2 separate regions of the Oryctolagus cuniculus genome follow, and region 2 is linked to region 1. Evidence: chromatin contacts called from public Micro-C data. All regions are on one chromosome and are shown on one strand. Each heading gives the region's core, a stretch centred on a gene start, on an enhancer-like site or on the middle of the called end of the contact. The rest is flanking DNA. Distances are from core to core; before and after follow the strand shown. Region 1 holds the start of TRIM62 (tripartite motif containing 62). Region 2 overlaps AZIN2 (antizyme inhibitor 2).

Region 1 (6,801 bases), core at 2,521-5,020:
TGAGCCTCACTCAGGAGCGTCTCCTCTGGAGGGGGAAGCAGGTCTCTCTGCCACCACCCTGCCAAACCCAGAGGGGACCAAAGGTGTCTCCTTCCCAGGCAAGAGAGACAGGTCTGGGCGACCACCCAGCACAGGAGCCCTCACCGGCAGAGCGGGGAAGGATGGGAGCTGTGTTGTCCTGGTCCCTACCAAGTGCCAGGCACCGCACATGGCAGGTTCACCCTGGGTCAGCCTCAGGAAGGAAACATCTGACCTCATTTTATTAGAGGGAGCATCAGGCCTTCCCTGAAATGCCTTGCCAAGTTACACAGACAGGGCCCAAGGCAGGTCTGGAACCCAAGTGTGTCTGTGCCCAGGATAGGGCGCTCATGGGTAAGCGAGTGGCTACCCTGCTTTTCTTTCCATCCAAGAATGAAAGTGTCTCAGTAATGTTGGCAGGAAATATATGTTCAGTTTCTCCTGCATGCCCCAGGTCCTAGAATGCAGGGCAAAAGCCCAAATCACAATCATTCGGATTTCCTGGTTTGAGGTAGGGCTAGAGAGACAGACAGGGAGTGAAGAGCAGGGAGGCAGGGCACAGATCCGCCCAGGTATGGCTATGGGGGAGTCCCGGGACTTCCCCGACCTCAGTCCACATCTGCATAGTGAAGAAGCTGGCCTGCTGCTTCCAGGGTCCCTCAGACTCTCACTGTCAGTGTCCAGCTCTGTCCAAGGTTCTGGCCCCCTCCCTCTTGATGTGACTTCACAGGTGGGGAGACGGGGACACCAGCGCCCAGCAAAAGGACCTCAGGGATGGAGGGCCAATGCTCACCTCTGCAAGCTCCCAGAGCCCCTGACTCCTGCTCACCCTCCCATGTGGCCTCCATCCTCAGGCAGCTGACCTGAAGTCATGTTTTTGGGAGGAGAGAGACAGGGAGGTGGCGATGCTGAACACTGGCCATTTCTCCCGGGTCGATGGTCATCCTCATGGCACCTGCTAGGTACAGGCCACCTACCAAGATTTGCATGGGTCAGGGTTGGGACCCCTGGGAACAGAGAGGAAGGGCAGGTGTTGTGGTGCAGTGGGTTAAGCTGCTGCTTGTGGTATGGGCATCCCATATCCAAGTGCCAGTGCCTCGCTTCCGATCCAGCTCCCTGCTGCTTGTACCTGGGAAGGCAGCAGAAGATGGCCCAAGTACTTGGGTCCCTGCTACCCATGTAGGAAACCCAAAAAGAGTGCCTAGATCCTGGCTTCAGCCTGGCACAGCCCTTGATGCTGCAGCGATTTAGTGAGTGAACCAATAAATGGAAAACATCTCTCTCTCTTTCTCTCCCTATTGCTATGCCTTTCAAATAAATAAAACTTTTTTTTTTCAAAAATGAATGCTTTAAAAAAAGAACACAAGGGAAAATAGGTACTTAGCTCCTGCTTGAGAGCTCACTACCTCCTGGGTGAGCCCAGTCCATTTGCATAAAATGTTTCAGCCAAAAACCTGCTGCTTCCAAACTCTCCACGATCTGGGCCAGCTTAGAACAGAGTTGGTCATTCATTCACTCTTTCTTTCATTCACCTGTACTGGCGTGTCCTGGGGGCCAGGTCTTGCACCAGGCTCGGGGGCCACAGCCCTGCCCTTGGGAAATTGTGTGCTAGAATGGTATTGCAAAGCCAGGTGCATGGGGCTGCGGATTTAAATGGTGTGGATTAAGAAAAGGATTCCAGGTTCAAGCAGGCTTGGAAACCATTTGATCAAACACAGTTAAATAGGCTCATTTGCTACAAGATTTCCCCAAGCCTTTAATAGGCAAATGCTCACAGAGAATCCTCAGGATGTAGGTGTGTGATAATAGAAAGTATACTATGCTTCCCAAATATAGCCTGTCTTGGAACACATCTTTTTTAAAACATCATACTTGTTCATAGAGAGTATTTGAGGAAATCTTTCTCCAGCGCTAGGTTTTTGGCTGGTGGTGCTGGGGGAAGGCTTCATGGGGCGGGGGACACTGTGTAGGGTTTGGGGAGCTGAATGGCTCATCAGCAAGGTTTAAGGAAGATCAGTTACAGTTCTCCTCTGCTTGCCAAAACACCTGATGGCAATGATGAGCGAAGGGAGCCATCAAAAGCCCCGGAGGCCATCTCCCCTCCCTCAACTCCAGGCACCTCCGCTCTGGGTCTCCTTCTCCAAGTCTTTCATCTTCAAGCCTCAACCTGGCCCCTTCCTCTGGTTTACATCCAATACGGTTCTTACAGGTGTCCGACCTTGACTGTGCAGCCTTACAGAGCCGGGCCTCACCTAGGCACCCAAACGCCCCACTCTGACCCCTCTCAGGTTTACCCGCATCCCCCCCGCCCTCCCCCGGCCCAGAACAACGGAGCCCGGGTACTGATGCAGCCATACCTGATTCAGGTGCTGCCCTAGAGGCGCTCCTCCCAACCCGGCCCCCTCAGCTCCTCGCGGCGGCCCCGACCCCTGACAGCCGCCCCGCCTTCGCCTGGCCTTCCTCGGGCTTGGCCCCCTGGCTGCCCCAAGCCGGGCACTTGCTCAGCTCTGCTGTCCCGTGACTGCGCCGCCTCACCCCACCCTCGCCCTCTCCCCCACCCCGGGCCCGCCCCTACTCCAGGTCAATCTCAGATCCAACCTGGCAGAGACAGCCCGAGGCCCCGCCCCCGAGGCCCCGCCCCTTGCCGCTGCCCCACCCCGGATTAATCCTGATAGGCCCCGACCTCGCCGGCGGCCCCGCCCCGAGACACCTCCGAAGGGGCCGTGCCCGCGGGCCGGCCCCGCCCCCGCCCCGGGCCGGCCGGGCAGCGCACCTGCAGCTCCTCGAAGGCGTCGTCGATGCCGGTGACCTGGTGCTGCTCGTGCAGCGCGGGCTCGTCGCAGAAGAAGCAGAGCAGCGCGCGGTCCGTGAGGCAGAAGAGCTTGACCTTGTCGTGCGCCTGGCAAGGCCGCGCTGCGCGGCGCGCGTTGAGGATGGCGTCCAGCGGGAAGGCGCTGTAGCGCTCCACGATGTTGGCCAGCTTGAGGCTGGGCGCCAGTGCGGGCTCGGCGAAGGTGCGCCGACACTCGGGGCAGTCGCGGGCGCCCTGCGCCTCCTGCCGCACCCAGTGCTCGGTGATGCAGCGGCGGCAGAAGTAGTGCTCGCAGCCCAGGCTCACCGGGTCCTGGTAGATGCTCAGGCAGATGGAGCACAGCAGCTCGTCCTTGAGGCTGCACGCCATGGCGCCGGGGGCGGCGGGGGCGCGCGGGCGAGCGCGGCGCGGCCGGGGCTGCCCAGGGAGGGGCGAGGGGACCAGGATCGCGGAGGAGGGGGTGCCGTCCGGGAGGGGCGGCGCGGGAAGGGTTAAGGGTAGAGACCGCCTGGGATGAGCGCCCGGGGTGGGGGGCGGTCCGAGGTGATGGGTGGCCCCGAGAGCCAGGAGCAGCAGGAGGGGGGTACCTGGCGAGCGAGTTATGTGGGGAACGGGCAGTCCTAAGGGAGGAGTGCTGGGAGCAGGGGACTCGGGAGTGGGGGCGGAGGCCTGGGGGGGCTGAAATCCGGGGATGGGGGCAGTGGGGGGAGGGGGAGAGGCTGGGAATGGGGAGTCCAGGGGGAGGGGGCAGCCAGGCTGAGGAGCACAGCGGCTGTGCTCTGCAGGAGAGAGGAGAGGCGCCGGCCTGCTCCACTGCCCGAGCCCCGGCCCGGCGCGGTCCCTTACCCCGCCGGCTCAGCAGCCACCGCTTCGGTCCAGCGCAGCCTCTCAACCCGGAACCAGCCGAGCCCGAGCTGCCGGCGGCCGCGACTCCCTCCCCGCCCCCGTGGGCGGGACCCGAGCGACTCCGCCCCCGAGGCGGGCGGGGGGAGGGGTGGGGCGGCCCGCCCCCCACCCCCCCACGCGGCTGCTCCTGGAAGCGCCAGCCCAGCTGTTCTGTAGGGTCTGCACAGGGAGGGCGTCTAGGTCTCTCCTGGAGTCCTTTCCAGGGGCTGGGGTGGGGGAGGAGGAAACAGGTAATTGCAGAGGGCAAGGAATAAACAAGGAGCGTCTTTCCGGATCATCAGTTTGAAGAGTTGGGAAAAAAAATCAGGTTTTATATTGAAACAAACAAGGATATGTTATGTACTCCGCACAGCGCGCAATTTTTGCCTGAAATAAAAAGGTGAATCTTGAGAGATACCCTCAGCAGCAAGTTCAAGGCCCTCACACTCCAAAGCGTATCTGGGGGAGAAGTTCAGAAAGCCCCGGCTAATGTCCATCCCGTTGGGCAAACATTTCTGCATGTGTGTAAGGGGGAGGGGGTGGCTCAGGAGCAGAAAGCATAACAGGAGCCCACGTCTGGTGTGCCAGATGGAGGGGATAGGGGATTACCAACGGGCGAGGCGCGAAAGGGGAGAACTTAGGGCGGTGGGGTGGGGAAGGGCCTTGGGGGCGTGGGCAGCCTTGAGAGTGGCACTGGGCTCTCTGCAGGGAAACGACCTGGCCAGATCTGGGTTTCAGGAGGTGCTCACCGTGGCGTCGCAAGGTGAAGGCAGGGACCAGGGCCTTGCTCTGATGGGTGTGTGCAAAGAGCTCAGGACACCACAAAGGTGCACAGCTGAGTAGCAGCAGCAGTGGCAGCGGCTGCGAGGGTTGGGGGGGAGGGAACAACACCGGGCCCCAGGGAGGTTGCGGTTGCCATAGTGCTTGTGGGAGGTGAGACCTGAGACCTCCAGCAGTGGGTAAGGAGAGAGGACGGGGCCATTGTGACTGCATTTGGAGGTGCGGGAGAGGAGGGAGTCAGCCCCCCCCTTCCGCCTCCTTTAGCAACGTCTTCCCTGGACTGAACTTGACTGAGGCATGGCTGAAGAAGCCGCTCTTAGTTCCCTGCTGCCTGCCAGCCCTTCATCACACAGTCCCCTGGCCCAGTGTCCCCAGCCTCGCTGGAAACAGGCTGTGGGCTCGAGCAGCAGGCACTGCTCCTCCTGGCCGTCGGAGCCTGCTTCTGTGCAGATGGATCCCACGGCGTACGCTGACACGCACCCCTGTTTCCTTCCTTCCAGCAAGCAGGTTAAGGGCTAGGTTGCTGAAGCGTTTGAAATTAAAACGGGCTTGATGACGGATGAAGCCATGGCTTTCTTATCCAATGCCTATCTGCTGATATGACTCCAGCAGACCTTGTATGTGCGGATGGAATAAATTAACGCTCCTCACTCCCATGATGCTTCAGCCCAGAGGGAAAAACAATGAGAAATTGTTTTCAGGCACAGTAGGGTCTGCTGAGCATGCTCACATGTGGATCTGAGTGTCTATCTCAAAGGCTTTGTAACTGGTGTATGCTATTGTCCCCACTTTAAGAGGAACGTACCAAGGCTGAGAAAGCAGAAATTATTTAGTTGTCCACCAGAATGCGTCCTCTCACTCTCCTAGGATGTCTGGCCCCTGGAGGCTGCGCTTCCGGCTGCTCCTGGACCCCAGCGTGGCTGAGTGTGTGTGTAGGGGGCGGGGGTTCTTCCAATAGCACAGATTTGGAAGCAGGCTGGGAGGCACCGGGCTTCTGCTCGTCCATGCTTCGGTTCCTCTTCCCTGGAGTCAACACAGCTGTGCCAGGGCCCTGCTTTCACAGTGATGGCCAAGGTTACTGAGAGAGCAAAGATCCGGAGGGGACCTTAGTTCCTCTAGAACCAGAGGCAGCCAACCACATGGTCCAGAAAGGGACACTCCCACTCTCTAGAAGCCATTGCCTGTGGACCTTTTTGTTCACAGCTGTTTGTAGAAGAGGCTCTGGTCGTACCTGGTGCTGCTGGATAGATCCTTTCAGGAGGGAAGTTCCTCTTCATATCCAGCTCCAATCTCTTCCAAATGTACACAACATGGTTTTCTCTGGCTAAAAGTCACATCTCTTTTCTCTCTCCTAAGACTTTACAGTCCCAAGTCTTTTTGCCGCTTGAGCCGTCTGCCTCCCCTAACTCCATCTCAGTGAAGGTGCAGGACAGCAACGTCACGCTTCAGCCCGGCAAGTCCAGTTGCTCTGTTTCCCCGACATGATGGAGCTGAGGGGTCTGGACCAAGACTAAGAGACACCACCTGCAGCTCCCATTCATGGTCTAAAAAGTAACACCAGGAATGTATTCAGTCTAAAAAGTAACACCAGGAATGTATTCATAGTCTAAAAAGTAACACCAGGAATATATTCAAAATATATTTATATATATATATTTATATGGAAAGCTGTCCAAGAGATTGTTGAGGGAAGGAGGGGGCTTGGCACGGTGGTTAAGATGCCTGCATCCCATATTGGAACACCTGGGTTCAAGTCCTGGCTCTGTTTCTGGTTCCAGCTTCCTGCTCATGTGTGCCCTGAGAGGCAATGGTGGTGGCTCAAGCAGTTGGGTCCCCGCCACCCACATGGGAAACTTGGACTGAGTTTCGGCCTCCCAGCTTCTACATGGCCTAACTGCGCTGTTGTGGACATTTGGGGAGATTTCTTTTTGTCTTTCTATCTTTGTTTCAGTCCATCCCTGCTTTTCAAATAAATGAAAAGTAGATAAATAAGAAAAAACAGGGGCATATGACCATCCCATATGAGTGCTGGTTCAAGTCTTGGCTGCTTCACTTCCAATCCAGCTTCCTGCTGATGTGCCTGGGGAAGCAGTGGAAATGGTGCGTGTACTTGAGCCTTTGCCACCCCTGTGGGAGACCCAGATGGAGTTCCTGGCTCCTGGCGTTAGCCTGGCTCTGCCCCTGCCATTGTGGCCATTTGGGGAGTGAATCAGTGGATGGAAGATCTCTCTCTCCCTCTCTCTATAACTTTGCCTTTCAAATAAATGAAATGAATATTAAAAAGAAAAAATGAAGACTCAACCATA
Region 2 (6,801 bases), core at 2,448-4,947, 47 kb before region 1:
CAGTGGGAGCGGAGACCAGTGCATCCATGCAAGGATGTCTGGTGGGGCTTCGCTGGGAGCAGGGACAAGATCTCCAAGGGCAGCCCCCGCAGCTGATCAGAAGGTGGAGCCATTTATTGATGAGGGCACGCAGGGGGAGGAATGGTTTGTGGGATTGGGGGGGTAGGCAGGAGATGATGTTTTTCAGGCCCTAAGCCTGGGGTGCGAGGATACGGACTTTGGAGTGTGATTGTTGGGTTCACATTCCACCACCTGCTAGAGATGTGCTCTGGGAAGGCCCCTCCTCTCCGGGTCTCATTTTTCTCAGCAGCAAAATGTCCCCTGGTGGGGTGTGGGGGAGGCCACCGTTAGATAACGTAAGTCAAGTGCCTAGCACATCTGGCACACAGTCAGTGCTCAATCAATGCACTTCCTTCTCCTTTGTGGGTGGTGGTGGTGGTGGAAGGGGGCAGTGTGGGAAGGTGGGCAGGTGTCAGCAGGTGCCCCCACCCCCCGCCAGCCAGGTGCCCAGGCCCATGGCCCCCAGCACCCCTCTCGCCCCCAGGGAAGCGCTGCGAGGGCAGCTGCTGCCCGCGGACCAGGAGGAGGACGCCGAGGGCGTGTGCAAGCCTCTGTCCTGCGGCTGGGAGATCACAGACACCTTGTGTGTGGGCCCCGTCTTCACCCCGGCGAGCATCATGTGAGCGGGCCCCGTTCCCCCCTGGAGAACCCCCGCGGGGCCCCAGCGATGCCTCTGGGAGAGGTGGGGCAGGCGGCGAGCAGAGCGCCCTGCGGCCGGGACTCAGGTGCCTGCTCTGCTGCCCCCACACTCCACCTGTAGTTTCTGCCCTGTAAATAGGACCAGTCTCACACTCGCTGTAGTTCAAGTATGCAACATAAATCCTGTCCCTTCAGTCGTGTCTGCCTCCTGTGCCTCGCAAGGGCCTGGTCAGCCAGGTGTGTGTGTGTGTGTGTGTGTGTGTGTGTGTGTGTGTGTGTGTGTGTCGGGGGGAGGGGTGCAATACAGGGTCTCCCGCCATCTCCTTCCTCCCTTTGTAAATATGAAGCAAATAAATATTTAGTTTTCTTATACTCCAGTGGCACCGAGCAGTTAATTCATGAAGCAGCCCGGACGAGATTTGCCCGCGCTGCCCGCGTGCACCCATATCCTCGGCTTCAGCCCTGACCTCACCCCTGGGCCCCAGCTGCGGTGTGGGTCTCTCTCATGGGCGCCCACCTTCTCTGACTCATCCCTCTCCCCGCAGGCCTCCAAAGCTGGCAGGGGTAGCTAGGGACTGGCGAGTGGCCTCTGCGTGAACCCAACACCCAGCCCAAGGCCTGGCCCAAAGGACTTGATAGGACTTTGGAAACGCACGCCAAAGGTCAAGGGCAGAGATGGGTGTCTGGGAGGTCGTGAGTGGCCTCTGCCTCCTGTTCTGTAAGCTGGCAAGGTGGGAAGAGGGATGCAGGCGCATGGCGGCTGACTTTGTGCCTTCAGGCAGCAGCTGCTGGAAAGACTTGACCATAGGCTGTTGCTGTGTCCCGGTGTGCATGGCCCTGCCACCTGAGAGCAAGTGCTTATCACAGACAAGGCTCCCGCACGCAGCCAGGGCCCCAAGCTGTGCTCCTTGGGCCTGGGAGTTGCTTATCAGCTGGGCTCAGAGCCTGGAGCTCCCCTATCTGCTGCAGGAGATCTTACAGTTCACATGGCATAAACTTGGCCTTCAAAAACACCTTCCAAAAATATATTTACAAGAGACAGCGAGCGCGAGCTCACTCCTGTCTACTGGTGCACTCCTCAGTGCCTGCAACGGCCTGGCTAGGAGCCAGAAACTCAATCCAGGTCTCTGACGTGGGCGGCAGGAGCCATCAACACTGCCTCCCAGAATCCGCATTGGTGGAAAGCCGGAGTCAGCAGCTGGAGCTGGGAATTGAACTCAGATTATTCTGATATTGGACACAGGAGTCTTACCAGTGTCCTCACTGCTAGGCTAAACACCCCCCACATTCACCCTTTCAGAGTGTTGGCGGGACCTCCCCAGAGCTGTGCAACCATCACCAGTCAACCCTGGAACACGGTCGTCAGCCCCAGAAGGAACCCTCCACCCGCTAGCAGTCTGCATTTTCCCTTTCCCCACCCGCTGTGAGCACGGCCCCTCACCAGCTCTACCAATCTGCCTACTCGGGACTTTTCACTCAGTATCCCAGCCGGTCCTTGGAGCCCCTCCCAAGTGATGCAGGGGCAGTGACCCCTCACCAGGCCGTCCTGCCTGGGACCTCCCGAGGGACACCCTCTCCCCAGCACCTCCCGTGGCCCTCCCCTTCCATTCACTCCTTTGCCCGCTCTGGGAGGTATGACCACACCGTCTCCATGGCTGAGCCTGCGCTGACTGCCCTCGCCGGTGATCGGGGGCCTCATTCCCTTCGCCCAGCTTCTGCCCAGATGCCTTCCTGTAGCGTAGCGCCCCCCCCCCCCCCCCCCCGCCTGTGTCCTCACGGCGCCTACGGCTATGCCCAGCTTCCTCTGTGGCATGTTTGCGTTGCATCTGCCTGTAGTCGGGACAGCAGCTCCTGGGCTGCAGCAACCTTATTTTTTATTTTTCTCACTGCTGTCCTTGTCACCCGGAACAGAGCAGATGTATATGCTAATGAATAACCTTTCTGAATCTGTTTAATCGTTTGTAAAATGTGGCTGCTGAGTGTTTTCCCCTCTGGGTTATTGAGATCAAACAAACAAACAAAAAAAATGGGGATAAAGTACTTCGCGCAGAGCCTAGTGCATCACTAGGTGCTCGATAAATGGCACTGAGAAGGAATTCCTCGGGCAGGTATTAAGCGCTAACTGTGGCCATGCCCGGCGGTGGACATCGGTGATGCAGAAGTCCGCACGCGTCCTCAAGGGACGCACGGAACAACGCAATCGTGAGGAGCTTGAGTGACAGAGGCTGAACTTGATTCAGCAGGCAGCAGGGAGCCCTAGATGCTCTGAGCACAAGTGTGACAGGCCCTTTGGGAAGACAACGGAAGTACATTCGACAGGGACAGCTGCGTCCGCGGTGCCTGGAATACTTGTAGCTGTCCAGTAGCTGTGGACCAAAGGAACTTTTGGGTCTCAGCTTGGGGCTCTACGCCTAGGTTAGAGCAGCTTCTCCCGGCTTCGCCAGCATCCTGTAGAGAACTCTGCTCACAACGTCCTGCGATTGTTCTACCTTCCTGCGCCTCTGTTAACCCCACAAGGGCAGCGAGCCTCTCTCCTACTTGCTAGCAGGATCTGAAGCCTCCGTCCACCCTTAGACTATGGTCTTGCTAACTCTGGGGAGAGGGCACCCCTGAATCCAGAAGGGGGCAGCATTTTGGCCCTTTCTCAGTTGGGGTTAACACAGGAACTGAGAGCCCTACGAGTGACCCCAGGGTTGCATGTTCAGGTCTAGCCCCACCCACTAGCGGGCAGGCGCTTTCTGCCGTCACTCAGCTAGGTGACCCTCGGGTAGGCTAGCCGGATAAATCCGAACGCACCTGCTGGCTGGCTGGCTGGTTGTCTACGCACGGCCCATGCAGTAGTAGGAATCCTAACACTCACTCCTTGGTCAGCTGACACCCCACTTCGACGTCCGGCCACTTATCTGCTCTACCCTGGCAAGCCCCTGTACGCGGGATGCCCGTCCCGGGCTGCGCTTCCCCGTCTGTGGGACGCGGACACTCCGTCCCCAGGGACGCCGCACAACGCGACCCCGCAGCCCGTGCCCCGGCGCCGCTCTCCGCGCGTGTGTGGGACGCGCGCTGGTGCCGGGGAGGCTCTCGCAGACGGGACACGAGGAGCCCCTTCCTCTAGAAGCGCCCGTTTCAGGGTTAGAAACGCCTCTCGGAACTACCGCCTCGCCCAAACAAGACGACTCGGTGTCCAGCCGACGGAGCCAACCCTGCCCATCACTCCTCAGTCCTGGAGGCCGTGGAATTCCGGCGTGTGACGTCACTTCCGGACCTGCCCCCCGACTCCGCGCACCCCCTAGCCCCGAGTCACAGGCTCTTTCGCCCTCTGCCGGCCCGGAGGAGGAACTGAGTCCACACAGCGGTGAGAAGAAACAACAGAGCCCATTGGTTGAAGTTAGAGAGACGCAGCTCCGCCCCTTAACCTCCACCAACGAAAAGCCGACCTTCTCCGAGGGCGGGACGCCTATGGGAAAGGGGTCAAGCCAGGACGAAGGCGGTATGGGAAGGGGGCGGCCTGGTGTCTTCCGGGCTAGAAGGGCTCCTGACAACACCGGAAGTGGGCTTGGTGACCATCAACTACTTCCGCTTCCACTTAAAAAGTACCAGTACCCCAGAATAAAAGACCTGGAAAACACGCAGGTCTGAGGCGGTGTATCCGCAGTGTTCTCAGCCGTGCGTTTCGTGTTTGAGAGAGGACATCTGCTGAGTGCATGCAGAAAACCAGGGGCTGTGAACAAATTCTTGATTTCCACACCAAGATGTTTTACATTTTGAAATGAGAGTGTCTACCAGCTGCTGATACCTAGCTTCGCAGTTTTGAAAGGGTAACAGAAAGTGGGCGAGACAGCAAGAGAGATCTTCCATCCCCTAGTTCACTCCCCAAACAGCTGCAACAGCCGGGGCTGGACCAGGGGAAGCCGGAGCCTGGAACTCTATCCAGGTCTCCCATGTGTGTGGCAGGGGCCCACATACTTGGGTCATTTGCTGCTGCTCTCTGGGCGCATTGGCAGGGAGCTGGATCAGAAGCAGAGTAGCCTGGACCGGAACCTGTGCTCTGATACAGGATGCTGGCTTGGCCTTGTGCCACAGTGCCAGTTCTTCACATTAAGTGATTTAATCCACACGGACTTGTAAAGTGCTTGTTATGGCACAGGCCCGACCCCTCACTGCCTGTGTTGCAATCCTGATTCTGCCACTTATTAACTGTATCCTTGCAAGTCATGCTTTGTGCCACGATTTCTGCGTTTGCTCAAATGAGATCATTGTACCTACCTTGTGCCATTGGTCTACAAATTAAGTTAATATGTTTAAAACACTTAGAACAGTACCTGCCACGTCTTGGTGTGCACACAATTTATTTCCATTTGCCAATTGGGAAACTGAGGCTTAGATACGAAGTGACTTTTCTAGAAGAGATAGTGACTCGTGGAGGCAGGTTGGGAAGCATCTCTGCCTAACCTAAAGGGACTGGAACCTGCTATACCAACCTCACCCTCTTCCTGTGTTTCAAGAAAGCCTGGATGGGACTGGCACTGTGGTGTAATGGATAAAGCTGCTGCATACAGTGCCGGCATCCTATATGGATGCCAGTTCAAGACCCGGCTGTTCCACTTCCGATCCAGCTCTCTGCTGTGGCCTGGGAAAGCAGTAGAAGATGACCCAAGTCCTTGGGCCCCTGCACCTACATGGGAGACCTGGAAGAAGCTCCTGGCTTCACATTGGTGCAGCTCTGGCCGTTGCAGCCAATTAGGGAGTGAACCAGTAGATGGAAGAGTTTCTCTCTCTCTCTCTCTCTCTCTCTCTCTCTCCCCTCTCCTTCTCTGCTTCTCCTCTCTCTGTGTAACTCTGACTTTCAATTAAATCTTAAAAAAAAAAAAAAAGGAAAGCCTGCGATGATTATAGTGGCCGTAATAGAAATATGTGTATTTGGTGGTACTCTGTTACCTAATGATGGCTCTCTGGCATTCCAGTAATCCAGTGAAGTTATCAGAGTTTACAATGAGGGTCCACAACTTGTCCCCCAGACTCAAGGCAAGGTTTCTGGGAGAAGTTACAATGGAGAACTCTGAAGAACCATCTTCTGCTAAATCCGATTGATTTAAAAACAAAAACAAAAACAAAACAGTAGAGGGGCTGGTGCTGTGGCATAGTAGGTAAAGCTGCCACCTGAAGCGCCAACATCCCATATGGGTGCCAGTTCGAGTCCTGGCTGCTCCACTTCTGATCCAGCTCTGGCCCGGGAAAGCAGTAGAAGATGGCCCAAGTCCCTGGGCCCCTGCACCCATGAGGAAATTGTAGAAGGAGCTCCTGGCTCCTGGCTCCTGGCTCTGGATTGGATCAGCCCAGCTCCAGCCGTTGTGGCCATTTGAGGAGCAAGCCAGCGGATGGAAGACACACTCTCTCTCTCTCTCTCTCTCTCTCTCTCTCTATATATATATATATATATCTTTCTCTGCTTCTGTGCAACTTTACCTTTCAAATAAATAAAATAAATCTTTTTAAAAAGCAAAACAAAGTAGAAATGAGCGTATGAGCATGGGAGGTTTGAGATCCTGTGACAGCCAAGTGGAGGGCACTGTGATTGGTGTGTTCGGTGCTGTGTGAGTGGAAAGCGCTCACCAGGAGGTCTGGTTAGGGATGCGCAGAACTGCCTGCTCGGGTTAGCACAGGTGTGCCGGAAGCAGCATGTCTTGGAGGATGAGCAGGAGTTGGCCAGGTAGAAAAGTCTGGGGAGACTGGAGGAGCTTCCGGACCAGGGCCGCGGCGTGCAGAGGTGCAGTGTGTGATAATTCAGAGTCCTGTCTTAGGAACTGGAGAACAGGCTGGAAGATGGGAATGAGATGATTGTGGGCATATAGTGAAGGGTTGTGTCCTGGAGGAATCAGTAAGTCATTCGAATTTCCGAGCAGGGGAGAGAGGAGGTCAGTTCTGCACCTTGGGCGGTACAGATAAGAAAGAGGCCATAGGTGATTTCTAAAATATCTCCGATGGTCCCACACTGCAGCGTTCACCTGCTACTGTGTGTCCATCCCCTCGAGGCTGGCCTGGGTGTGTCGGTTCCGTGCTAATGAACAGAATTGGCCGGCAGTGATGGGTTGTCACCTCTGCAAT

Evidence for each region. A called contact is a pair of places that touch in the nucleus more often than the background predicts.
Region 2: a Micro-C map of ear pinna shows a contact between it and region 1, with 2.1 times the contacts expected there. The contact joins the enhancer-like site here to the promoter of TRIM62 in region 1. A contact is called at or near these places in 2 of 6 Hi-C or Micro-C datasets (ear pinna and an unstated tissue).

Annotation. Positions count from the first base shown.
Region 1 is chr7:139,414,895-139,421,695 of mOryCun1.1, reverse strand. TRIM62 (tripartite motif containing 62) reads right to left here and starts at 3,770. Exons shown (of 5, transcript XM_070077001.1): 1 at 2,792-3,770. The coding sequence starts at 3,199.
Region 2 is chr7:139,462,162-139,468,962 of mOryCun1.1, reverse strand. It overlaps AZIN2 (antizyme inhibitor 2), which reads left to right. Exons shown (of 12, transcript NM_001294156.2): 11 at 545-936; 12 at 971-1,077. The coding sequence ends at 683. Among named protein-coding and RNA genes, the nearest start is that of AZIN2, 36 kb to the left of the region's middle. Within about 2 kb of position 3,697, at least 3 of the 8 cell types and tissues checked have an H3K27ac peak or open chromatin away from gene starts, as enhancers often do. A contact at or near this core is called in ear pinna, where this site is marked.